2 separate regions of the Sus scrofa genome follow, and region 1 is linked to region 2. The links are chromatin contacts, called in public HiChIP or PLAC-seq maps. All regions are on one chromosome and are shown on one strand. Each heading gives the region's core, a stretch centred on a gene start, on an enhancer-like site or on the middle of the called end of the contact. The rest is flanking DNA. Distances are from core to core; before and after follow the strand shown. Region 1 overlaps RAD9B (cell cycle checkpoint control protein RAD9B). Region 2 holds the start of TCTN1 (tectonic-1).

What was found. HiChIP or PLAC-seq counts read pairs in DNA pulled down with a chosen protein or histone mark.
Region 1: a contact with region 2 is called in an H3K27ac HiChIP or PLAC-seq map of alveolar macrophages. The contact joins the enhancer-like site here to the promoter of TCTN1 in region 2. A contact is called at or near these places in 4 of 5 promoter capture datasets (fetal liver, fetal skeletal muscle, liver and 1 more), 33 of 47 Hi-C or Micro-C datasets (adipocytes, adipose tissue, alveolar macrophages and 18 more) and 2 of 2 datasets of contacts at active chromatin or transcription factors (alveolar macrophages and skeletal muscle).

The regions. Positions count from the first base shown.
Region 1 is chr14:31,878,388-31,884,834 of Sscrofa11.1, reverse strand. RAD9B (cell cycle checkpoint control protein RAD9B) reads right to left here. Exons shown (of 11, transcript XM_013982863.2): 5 at 2,734-2,833. Among named protein-coding and RNA genes, the nearest start is that of VPS29, 12 kb to the right of the region's middle. Within about 2 kb of position 3,269, at least 3 of the 83 cell types and tissues checked have an H3K27ac peak or open chromatin away from gene starts, as enhancers often do. A contact at or near this core is called in alveolar macrophages, where this site is marked.
Region 2 is chr14:31,950,165-31,956,527 of Sscrofa11.1, reverse strand. It overlaps TCTN1 (tectonic-1), which reads right to left and starts at 2,532. Exons shown (of 15, transcript XM_021074349.1): 1 at 2,217-2,532.

The DNA.
Region 1 (6,447 bases), core at 2,020-4,519, 72 kb after region 2:
ATAAGCTCTGGCCCATTTTTGAGATTGAGATATGGTTAGATTCTTAAATGAGATTCTTAGAATTTATGTAATGTTGGTGTTAACCTGATGCTAGACGTTAGATTAACAATGTTTCTTGGTGCCAAAATGTCAGGAACACCTACCAAATTAATCTGGGAACTTTTCCAGTGTTAAGAGAGAGGTGTTGTATAAGTTACCAAATAACCTGATAAAAAATGACAACAGGAATGTGCAATTCAAAAAGGAATAAAAATACAAATTGCTAATAAATATATGAAAAGATGCTTGGAGTCTACATCGTGGCTCAGTGGTTAATGATCCTAACTAGTATCCATGAGGACGTGGGTTCGATCCCTGGCTTCGTTCAGTGGGTTAAGGATCTCACATTGCTGTGAGCGGTGGTGTAGGCCAGCAGCTACAGCTCCAATTCGACCCCTAGCCTAAGAACCTCCAAATGCCTTGGGTGCAGCCCTAAAAACACCAAAAAAAAAAAAAAAAAAAAAAAAAAAAAAAAGATGCTTATACTCTCTGGTAATAAAATAAACCCGATAAAGAATAACCAATAATGCCATTTTCTGCCTATCAGTTTGGCAAATCATATCCTTTACCTGGAAGGATTCTCCTACACTTTTGGTGGGAATGTAAATTGGTACAAACTTTTCAGATAGCAATTTGGTAGTGAGTCCACACGCAAATTTAAATTTTTTTTTTTTTTTTTTGTCTTTTTAGCTATTTCTTGGGCCGCTCCCGCGGCATATGGAGGTTCCCAGGCTAGGGGTCGAATCGGAGCTGGAGCCACCGGCCTACGCCAGAGCCATAGCAACGCAAGATCCGAGCTGCGTCTGCAACCTACACCACAGCTCACGGCAACGCCAGATCCTTAACCCACTGAGCAAGGGCAGGGACCGAACCTGCAACCTCATGGTTCCTAGTCGGATTTATTAACCACTGCGCCACAACGGGAACTCTGCAAATTTAAAATTTGTATAAGCCTTTGACCCAGCAATTTCATTTTTAGAACTCCGTGTTAGGCAGCCTATAAAATGGCCCCTAATGATCCCCACTGCCTGGTATTCATACCCTTATATAATCCCCTGCCCCTAGAGTATGGTCTGCACTTACAGATTCTCATTTAATAAAGAAAAAGTGATGAAATGTCAATTCTGAGATTAGTTTTAAAAAAGACTATGGCTTCCATAATAGGATACTGCCCCTTCCCCCTCTCTCTCTCTCTCTCTCTCTCTCTCTCTCTCTCTCTCTCTCTCTCTCTCTCTCTCGCTACCCCCAACCCCTGGCCCAGATTACCAGTTGCTATGTTGTGAGGACAAATGAGGTAGCCTACAGAGAGGCCTACATGGTAAGGAAATGAGGGCTACAAGCAGCCATGGGAGAGAGCTTGGAAGCTGACCTTCTGAGGCCTTCCAACAGCCAGATCAGTGAGCCTGAGAGTGAATTTCCCCAAGTTCAGTCTTCAGATGAGACCACAGCCCTGGATGATGGCTTAACTTCAACCTCATGAGAAACCTTGGGCTAAAAGCACCCAGCTAAGCCACACTTATTATTTTGAAGTAATAAATGTCTGGTTATTTCTAAAGCTTTAAGCTATGGGACAATTTACTCCACAGAAACAGGAACTAATACACTATCCTATGCACTACTAACAGCATTGTTTGTGAGGGCAAAAAGCTGGAAACTACCAACTTTTCTACTAATAGGGTGATGGGTAACTAAATTACATTTCAGTCACACAATGAAAAATTATATAATCATTAAAAAGAATAAGATGGACACAGAAACTAAAAAAGCAAATTGCCAGACAAGAATAGTAGTAGGACATTTTCTTTTTAAAAAGTATGTATGTGTCTAGTATGTGATATAAATTTGAGAGAGAGGGAGAAAGAAAAAAAAAAGATATCCATAGCTACAGAGAGAGAGAAAGTTATAGAGAGACTGGCTATAAACAGAAAATGCAGAAGGATATATACCAACTTGTTATGAGGTGTTACTCTGTCAAGTAGGATATACACAGCAAGTAGATGAGAAAGACTTTCATTTTTCATTTTTGCACTCTTCCGCAAATTTTACGTATATTGCAAGGAACACACATACTTTCTCGTAATTTAAAAAACAATAAGGATAAAAGATCTTTTGGCTCACAAAGTAATTACTGTTAAATGTTTAATGCTACAGCTTAACTGAAAAATCGAGTACCTTTCACTGACAAATATGTTTCACTCCTTCTCTAGGAAAAAAAAAAACAGAAATAGGGATAAAAATCACTTCACATAAAAAATGTTAAAATATCCTTGGGCTATGTGTGTTAAGACTCAGAGAGAAGGCAGTATATTAATTCAAAATATTATTAGCTCATATATTTTTCTCTTAATGACTTAATGTAAAAAGCCACTGATGGGGTATTTCTAGAACTTTCTTGACCACTAAAGTATAATTTCTACCATTAGTCATTATTTACTATTATCTTTCTTAAGGCTTCCTCTTGATCCTGTAAGGTGATTTCTGTAAGTCCATTGTTAGGTTAAATATATATATATTTATATATATATTCATATGTCTTATATATATATATTCATGTATCTTATATATATATATTTAATGTTAGAAATACACACACACATACATATGACTGAGTTTAAAGTTCTAGAGCATTAATTCTTTACTCTGTGACCAGACTATATTCAGAAGAATAAAAATAAGCAAAAGAGAGCTCATTACCTTGGTTGAATCACTAGCATATTAGTACACATGTTCTTTTCAAAAATAACTTGCAAAGGCTGACTTTCTTGAAAACACACATTATGAATTCTTTTAATACCTTAAAAATAATAAGGAAATACATTAATAATTTCAAGTGCAAAATTAACAGATGTTTAAAAGGCTTTAAATTTCACAGCCATATAAAAATAGTAAAATTAAAGTAATATTCAATAGTTGGCAGGTACACATAGCTTACCAGAAGCACTATTCCTTAATGAATGTATTTATCGCTCCCTAGTGGACACCATGTAACATGTCACACCCTCTGACCAATCAGGTAGCAGAGCTCCCACTTCTTTTCAGGGAATTTCTTATATTGCGTGTAAAACAGTAAATACCCACTGCAGATCATATATGTATGATTCTCCTTCAGTATTTTTCATCCAAGACTGATATTTCTGGATGGAACCTCTGAAAGTAAAACCTGATCATTGGGTTCTTTTCCTCTGAGAGGAGGAAGAGAGGAGTGTGTAGCAACAACAGCTATGGCCCAATGTCCTGCAGTAGAAACTGCAGCACACATTGCACATGCAGTACCTCTGATCCTCACAATATCCCTGTGGAGTAGGTACTTAATATCAAAAGATGAAGCTATAGTTCTAGAGCTCTGTTAAGTGCTGTGCTATGCTGTTTTAACAAGTATGGCTAGATTTTGAATCTAAGTTTGTTTTTTCTCTTTTTTTTTAGCCATATTGGTGGCATGTTGAACCTGTGCCACAGCAGTGACCTGAGCTGCTGCAATGACAATGCTAAATCCTTAACCTGCTGCGCGCTACAAAGGAAATCCTCTCTCTCTTTTTTAAATTTTATGAATCTAAGTTGTATTTTGCTTTGTTTTGCTTTTTAGGGCCACACCTCTGGCATATGGAAGTTCCCAGGCTAGGGGTGGAATTGGAACTGCAGCTGCTGGCCTATGCCACAGCCACAGCAACTTGGGTCTGAGCCACATCTGTGACCTACACCACAGCTCAAGGCAACGCTGGATCCTTAACCCACTGATCGAGGCCAGGGATCAAACCCACAATCTCATGGATACTAGTTGGGTTCATAACCCTCTGAGCCACAACGGGAACTCCTCTGAATCTAAGTTTGAACATAAAGCCCATGAAATAAAATTCAGGTAGGCTATAACTTTCTACAGCATAATAATGTTACCATGAGAAGCAAAAGGATTCACTATAAATATTTCTCAACTTATTTTTAACTGAATTAATAAAAACAGCAACATTTATTATTTTCATAAATATTTACTGAGCACTTGCTGTGTACAAGGCTGATCAGCTGGCTTTTGCTGGATAACAAACCACATCAAAAATTTAGTGGTTCAAAATAACAAACATTTGTTATTTCTCACGATTGAGTGGCTCCTCTGGTGAAGGCTGGCTTAACTGTGGCTGGATCATTTTGAATGGCCTCACTTTCACATCTGGGGCCTCAAAGTTGGGACAACCGGAACAGCAGGATGGCTGGGGCCTTTCACCACCTGGTCTGCAATCTTCCAGGAGTCTACACTTTGCTGTGCTTATTTTCAGGCCGATGGAAACATTCTTAGTTTAAGAGTAGAAGCTGACATACTTTTCTTTTTTTTTCCTGCTTTTTAGGGACATACTTGGGGCATATGGAAGTTCCTGGGATAGGGGTCAAACTGGAGCTACAGTTGCCAGCCTATGCCACAGCCATAGCAACACTGGATCCGAGCCACATCTGTACCTATGCTGCAGCCTGCAGCAACACTGGATCCTTAACCTACTGAAAGAGGCCAGGGATCGAACCCTCATCCTCATGGATACTAGTCGGGTTCTTAACCTGCTGAGCTACAACAGGAACTACTGACAGGTCTCTGGAGGCCTAGGCTTGGAACCCACATAATATCACTTCTAATGCATTCTATTGATATCAAAGCAAGTCCAAGTCCAGCTGAGAGTTGGGGAAGTACTTCAGCTTTCAAAGGGAGGGCCTGCAAATAATTTATAAGTATTTTTCTGTAACCTACCATACAGGGACTACTTTTGGAGCTGTGGACTAGCGAAGAACAAATCAGACAAAAATCTCCAACCTCACAGAGCTTACATTCTAGTGAGGGGAGACAAACAATAAGAAAATAGGAAGTAGGGAGGCCCCCTGTGGCACAATAGGTTAAGGATCTGGTGTTGTCACTGCAGCACCAGGTTGCTGCTGTGACAGAGATTTGATCCCAGTCCTGGGAACTTCCACATGCTGCAGGTGTGGCCAAACAACAACAAAAACAAAAAACAGATTAAGTAAAGAGAATGCTTACTGTAGGCCAAACATTCTCTGATATAAACTGTACAAATGTTTTCTTAGATCAGTTACTCAAATTATGTTATTCAAATGTTTCTCAATGCCTTTAAATTCACTGTTTTGAGAGTTTAAAGTCATTAGCACATCTGCAGAATGCCTTTTTACAAAACCTCAAAACCTTGAAGTAGGAATCCTGTCCTTTTTTTTTTTTTTTGTCTTTTCTAGGGCCGTACCGTGGCACATGGAGGTTCCCAGGCTAGGAGTCTAATTGGAGCTGTAGCCACCGGCCTACACCACAGCTCACCTCAACGCCAGATCCTTAACCCACTGAGCGAAGCCAGGGATCAAATCTGAAACCTCATGGGTCCTAGCTGGATTCACGACGGGAGCCACGACGGGAACTCCAGCAATCCTGTCCTCTTGACATATGTCATTAATATAATGTATAAATCAGACTTCTGTTCACTCAATAAATAGCCAGGGCATCCATCTGATGGAAGTCCCTCTCTGTTGGGAACCTGTCCTTGAGCAGGACAGAATGCATTAGCATGTGTGCTTTGGATCAGAGCATGTTCTTCAGGGACAACTCACTGATTCATTTTCAGCCACTGTGGGGCCAGTGCAAATGCAAATACAGAGAATTGATAGAATAATTGCTAGGCAGTAAATATTTCGGATGAATCTTGGTTCTTGAGGATATAAAACATCTTTTTTTTTCTAATAGCAGATGCTAAATAATTTAAGAAATCACTGTTCCAGAAACCATTTATGATTAGACTCTGAGAAGTTAATCCTTTTTTAGTAGGTCATGTTTTTTCAATTGTTTTCCATCAGTGAAGAGAGCCAAATTTACTTCATTGTCCTAAATTTCTTCCCGAGTTTCAAATGTATATTTGCAGCAGTTTAGTGGATATCTCTGCCCAGGTGTTTTTTGTTTTTCTTTTTTTTTTTTCATTTTTGGCCGCCCCACTGCATATGGTGTTCCTTGGGCCAGGGATCAGATCTGAGCCATGGTTGCAACCTAAGCCGCAGCTGCAGCAATGATGGATCTTTAACCCACTGTGCTGGGTCAGGGATTGAACCTGTGTCCCATCACTCCCAAGAGGCCGATGATCCCATTGCGCCACAGCAGGAACACCAACCCAGGTGATTTTTCTCAATTACATTTGAACAATGTTTCTCCACCAGATTATTAATATAAAATTGCAAACATAATTTTCTGAGCTTCTAAAGTTTTGGAAAGTATAACTATTTATCCCAATGACTGTAGCAGCATGCACCCCCTACTTCCCCTTTCCTTCCTGAGCCATCCTTCCTGGTTGTGTAGTAGCCATGAGGTCTGGGTGGGGCTGATTTCACTTTCAGCATCACTTGTGGGCCCTTGTTGCTATAAATCAATTGATGTAATCT
Region 2 (6,363 bases), core at 1,283-3,782:
TACATCTGCTAACCCCAACCTCCCACTCCATCCCTTCCCCAACCCCCTCCCCCTCGGCAACCAAAAGCTTGTTCCCTATGTCAAAAATTTACAGTATTTTTAATCACGCTAAAGAGAAACAGATACATAGGTCTGGAAGTGAGACTGGCAGAGGGAACAGCAGATTTCTGTCTTCTCCCATCTGGTGCCCCCTCTGGGGCATGAAATCCTTGACCTTAGGAGGAAAATGGGGGGGATGTTTGCACTCCTTAAACTGCTCGTTAGCTTGTATTTTTCTTTCTATGCTAATATAATTGGTATCACCAGGTTCCCTGTGCCCTGCGGGATGCTTTTCCTCTGTGGCCTCAAGTATCTTCCCTTCCAGCTTGCTCCCATCTTCACACTGATTACTCTCCCCAGAAGGGCAGGGATCTTTTTAAAGCTAAAACTGTTATCTTAATAGACAGATCAGACAGATATGAAAGCGAAATGAGGGGTCTTTCGGTTTGTTTTTTGTTTTCTTCTTTTGTCTTTTGAGGGCCACACCCGCAGCATATGGAGGTTGCCAGGCTAGGGATCCAATCAGAGCTGTAGCTGCTGGCCTACACCAGAGCCACAGCAATGTGGGATCCGAGCCACATCTGCAACCTACACCACAGCTGACAGTAACGCCAAATCCTTAACCCACTGAGCAAGGCCAGGGATCGAACCTGCAACCTCATGGTTCCTAGTCGGATTCGTTTCCACTGTGCTACGACAGGAACTTTAGGAAATGAGTTTTTGAAGGCTCAGCTAGGTAGATTAAGAGGCAGAAGAGAATTTCCCACAGAAGAGAATGCACAGAGGATTAAGGATCTGGCATTCGATCCTGGATTCAGTCCCTAGCCTAGGAACTTCCATATGCTACAGACATGCCCATAAATAAATAAATTTGACATATAACATTAGCTTCAAAATAATCTGATATTTGTATATTCTGCAAAATGATTACTACAGTAAGTCTGGTTAACATCCATTACCACATATGCTTACCAAAAAAAAAGTTTTTTCTTTTGTGATGGGGACTTTTAAGATCCACTCTCAGAAACTTTCAAATATGCATGACAGAATCATATTTTTGAAAACAACCTTGTTCCTCCTTGATTCCCTGAGCAAACCCATTTCCCAGAGACAAAGTCTTCCAGGCATAAGCTTCATTAACTGCCTTCTTAGCTTTTGGATTTTCATTAGCTTTCTCTACTTCAACTCACAAAGAACTGTATCTTCTATATAAGGGTCCTGTTCTTTTAATCTGTCCTCATTGTAAAAACATAACCCCATTCTGTAGGTAAACTCAGAGTCTGGACTCCCCAAATCCAAAGCCATTGATCAAGGCTTATGCAATTAACAAATCAGAGCAGACTTAGGATCCCAGTAGTGGGGTGAGCCTCACCAGCATGTGACAAACCAATGGAGTCAAGAGATCAGCCCTTTCACAGGTCCTGCTCATGACCTTGAAAGAAGCTCAGAACGAAGTACCGAGGAAGAGATTTGCAGCATCCAACTACTCCCTGTGTTGGTACTATAAAAAGGCTACAATCTCACAGACAAGAGCTCTGTTGACCCTGTAGCATTTAGCTGCCTTTGCTGTTTAAAATCCAGTCTAAAGCTTTGCTGAAAGACGTAACACATAAAGCAAAAATCTCCTCACCAAAGCCTAAACACTTGTAACTTTAAGCTCTGCCCTCTTTAAGGGAAGACTCTGGGACAGAAAGGCTTTTTTCCCAATAATGTAATCCCTGTCCAGCCACTTGCTGAGGTCAAAGCTGTACTCACATGGGTTAGGTCAAGGTCTGCCCCAGAGGTTTTTGTACTCAGGCCCCTGCCAGTTACAATCTTGCTGAACAACTATAGCTGTCACAAACTGCCCAGGTCAAGAATCCACTTGACCCACAATTACCTTTCAGCCTAGAGCCCTGACTGCACCAGAAACCTGATCTCCATGGGTTATTTTAGCCCCCAAATGTCAGCCCTCATGCCTGCCTCTGAAGTTTTCTAAAAAGAAAGCTGACATGTTGGGGGGTTATGAGGTAATAGTTCATTACCCCCTTCTTGGCTCTCCTAAATTCTAAGCCCACTGAGACGTAGATGCGTGAATCAGTCAGCTGGAGCTCCAAAGTGTCAGTTTTATTGGTAAGGCTGATTGAGAACATGGCTTTGCTATGTACACAAACCCCACCTGGATTATACTGGTTTACCTTGTCACGGCGAGTCACTGCAGGCCTCCTCCAGAGGGACAGGATCCCCACGTTGGAGCAGGAAACATGTGTAACCAAAGGTCAAATCACAGCAAGAAAGAAAAAGAGAAAAGACCCGATGCAACATGCTTACTGAGACCAAGTCCCCTGAAAACTGAGTTCCCCTGCCAAGTTTATGATTAACCTCTCATCCAAAACTTTATTCCCTTTCTTGTCCGGCCCCATCCCCTTTTGAGGAATATTAAAGAAAAAGGGGGACTGAAACTGAGCAGATCCTTGTGGGGCCTTCCCAGGTACTAGACCTTCCGCGTCCTCTACTTCTTCCTTGGCCTTTCTCCAGAGTTCTAAAGAGCATACTCGAGCAGTTAATAATTAGAATAATAGAGTCACAGGATTCCTAGTTCCTCCCAAAGGGATACAGATAACAATCTGAAACATATCTTTGAGTTGTTCTGCAGAAATTAAGGACCCCCCCCTCCCCCACTCGGTGGAGGATGGTGACAACATGCTAACCACAAGCACGTAGACCCCAGGCTGGCTGGAACCAGAAGGTTGATGATAAAGATTTCCTAAGCATCACCCTGTTACCTCACCACCAACCAATCAGAAAAATGTCCATGAGCTGGTCACGCACCCTGCAACACTCACCCCTAATGTTGCCTTTGAAAACCCTGCCTAAAAGCTATCAGGGAGCTTGAGTCTTTTGAGCACTAGCTGCCTGTTCCCGCTTGGTGCCCTTCAAAAAATGCTGTACTTTCCTTCACCACAAGCTGGTGTCATTAGATTGGCTTTGCTGAACACCTGGCAAACAGACCTGACTTCAGTTTAGTAACATTGGCATTTTCTTCTGAATCCACCAATCAGACCCACTCCTTATCTCATGGAAACAGTAAAGAAAGAGATCAAAAGTTTTCCTTCAGTAGTCTTTCTATTGAGGAGTGGCAGTTCCCTCTCCTCTATGTAAAATAGCAGAGGATAAGTTCCTTTCTAACAGCTGCCTTTGGTCTGGTGATTTATTCTCCATTCAGTAATTGTAGCCATGGTATCAGGATCACATGACATGTCTGTCAGGATTCACTTTGTTGCAAGCCAAACTCAAAGTGGCTTAGGCAAAAGAAGGAATGAATATGATTTCAGGGACCAATATTCCTTCAGGCAAAGCTGGACTCAGGGTTTTAATTGATATCAAAAGACCTCTGTTTTTTTTACCATCTCTGGGCTCTACTGTTCTCTGAACTGCCTTCATTCTCAGGCTAGCTCTTCCCAAAGCAGTGGTAAAAACGGCCACTGGCAGCTCCAAGCTTGTATTCTACTAGTTTAGAAATGCTGGTGAGAATTTCATCCAAATGCTTTCAGCAAAATCCCAGAGTGGAGTTTCATTGGTCTAGTTTGGGTCACGTGTCTTCTTTCTGGACCAATCACTATGACCAATAGAATGCAATGCTCTGACTGGTCAGACCTGGGTCACGTGTCCTCCTGCCATCCAGTTCCACCCAAACAGCACAAACCAAACTGCATGCATTATTCCTCCAAGGAAAATCAAAATACTATTCTCGGAGAATGGAGGAAATGGATTCTAGGTGGGAAAAGATGACCATCACAAACAATACAAAGCAAGATAAATTAAATGGAAAGAACAGCCTATGGCTAGTGCCTTCAAAAGGGCTTTTCAGGGCAGGTACTAAGAGTCTCCTGGACACTTCTCCAGTTAGCCCGGCTCCTGGGAGAGACATGTTGTTTGCTCCCCTTTTCTCAGCTATAAAACAAGTTGCTTGTTCTATGTGATCTCTAAGAGTCTCCTAATCAACAGCATTCACGTCTTAAGCATTTATTTAGCACCTATTGTTTGCTAGGCACTGTTCCAGACACTTGAGATAATGTGGTGAATAAAATACACAAAATCCCCTGCTCTTATGGAACTTACATTTTAGTCAATAAACAAAATAAATAAATCCTTCATGCCATGAAGAGAAATGTAGATGGAACTGTTGGGTGCTTGCATGTTTAAATAGGTGGCCAGTGCAAATGATGCAGGTAATACACATGGGAAGTGCTCAATATATTGTATTGTTCATTACTATTATTATTTCATTATTATTATTATATTAGGTTTATTATTATTACTGGCATATTAAAAGCATTTGGTGACCCCTTGGTATCTTGAACATTAAGTACCCTCAGCTTAGCATATAAGACCCTCTACAGTAGGTCCTAAACTATTTTTTTGTTTGTTTGTTTTTTGGTCACACCTGTGGCATGAGGAAGTTCCCAGGCCAGGGACTAAACCGGTGCCACAGCAGCGATCCAAGCTGCTGCAATGACAATGCTGGATCCTTAACCCGCTGCACCACAGGAGAACTTCTAAACTACTTTTTTAAATTGAGATATTCACCTGCCATAACATTCACTCTTTTAAAGTGTACAGGTTCAATGTTTTTTTAGTCTAAAAGGTATAAGGTTGTGCAACCGTTACTGCTATCTAATTGTAGAATATTTTCATTACCCCAAAAAGGAACCCCATACCCATTAAAACTCATTTTCCATTCCCCCTCCTCCCAGCCTCTGGCAACTACTAATCTGCTTTCTGTCTCTATGGGTTCGCCTATTCTGGACATCTCATATATATAGCATCATATAATATGTGGCCACTGGGGACTGGTTTCTTTAATTTAGTATAATTATTTTCAAGGTTCCTCTGTGTCAAGACATGTATCAGTACTTCATTTTCACAAAGTGTTTTTTATGGATGAATTGTTCCTAAGCTATTTTCCTAACCCCATTTCATTCTTTCTCTTTTTTTTTTCTCTTTAGGGCCCCACTTGTGGCATATGGAAGTTCCCAGGCTAGGGGTATAATCAGAGCTGTAGCTGCCGGCCTATGGCAGAGCCACAGCAACACGGGATCCAAGCCTCATCTACAACCTACATCACAGCTCATGGCAACGCCGGATCCCTAACCCACTGAGACCCAAAACCTCATGGTTCCTAGTTGGATTCATTAACCACTGAGCCACAACGGGAATGCTCCCATTTCTTATTATTCTTTTCAAACCCTAAGGTTGAGCTGTGTTAGACTACTTGTTCTTCTCCGATCACACTCTGCATTTGCCGAGTTTCCATTTCTTTTCCCTGGAATGGTTATACCCCCTCCTCAGACCTCTGTCCACATAGGTATCTCACAAATGTCGTGTCTTCATAAAGTGGGCTGTCATCTCAGCCCAATGGGTCCTCTTTCTCCCCCACATACTTCTCTTTTATTTCAACCAATGGTTATTTATTTTCTCTATTTATTTAATTTTAAACCTCCTGCAACACTATGACTACCACGAAGGCACCAACATTTCTTATCCTTGGCCAAGAGCCTCAGATGCAATAAGTGTGCCTCAAATATTTGTTCACATGCAAGGCAGTGGTATAACCCAATGGTTCTTAATGGGGGTAATTTTGCCCTGCCCCCTAGCCTCAGGGGCATTTGGCAACATCTTGAGACATTTTTGGTTGCCCCAACCAAGGGGAGAGGGGTGCTATTGGCATTTAGTGGGTACAGGTCAGAGACGCTGCTAAGCCCCCTCAAATGCATAGCACGGTCTCCTACAACAAAGAATTATTTGGCCCCAATGTTAATAGTGCCAAAGTTGAGAAACCTTGTCATAAAGTAATTCTCATTCTAAAGAGCAAAAAGAAATCAGATGAGATCAGTGTACCAGTTTGGCAGAAAATCTCATTAGGGAGTTTATGCTTTTTTATTTCTTTCTTTCTTTTTTTTTTTTTTCTTTTTCTTCTTTTTTTAGGAGCTGGGGGTGACTCCAGTGCAAAGCTCTTGCTTAATGCCATAGAGATGCCCCGGGAGCATGGATGGTATTTTCACCACTGCTCACTTCTGAGAGTGACAACTGACCTCCCAGGAATCCTTGAAGTGCTAGGAATGTAACTCTGTTAAGGAAGAAAACTCTTAGGGCTTTTTAGGCCTAGCAAATATCACAAGTAAACTGTGCTCTTGGGGGAGAGCAGGGGAAGGTATTTTTATGTATGTGTGTGTTTTAAAGTACCCTCTCCTGGCTTCCACATGATAGTGAAACTTTTCAGAACTGACTCTGGAATAAATGATTCAAGGGAACCCGAAGCCCTGTCTCCTTTCCTTTCCAAAA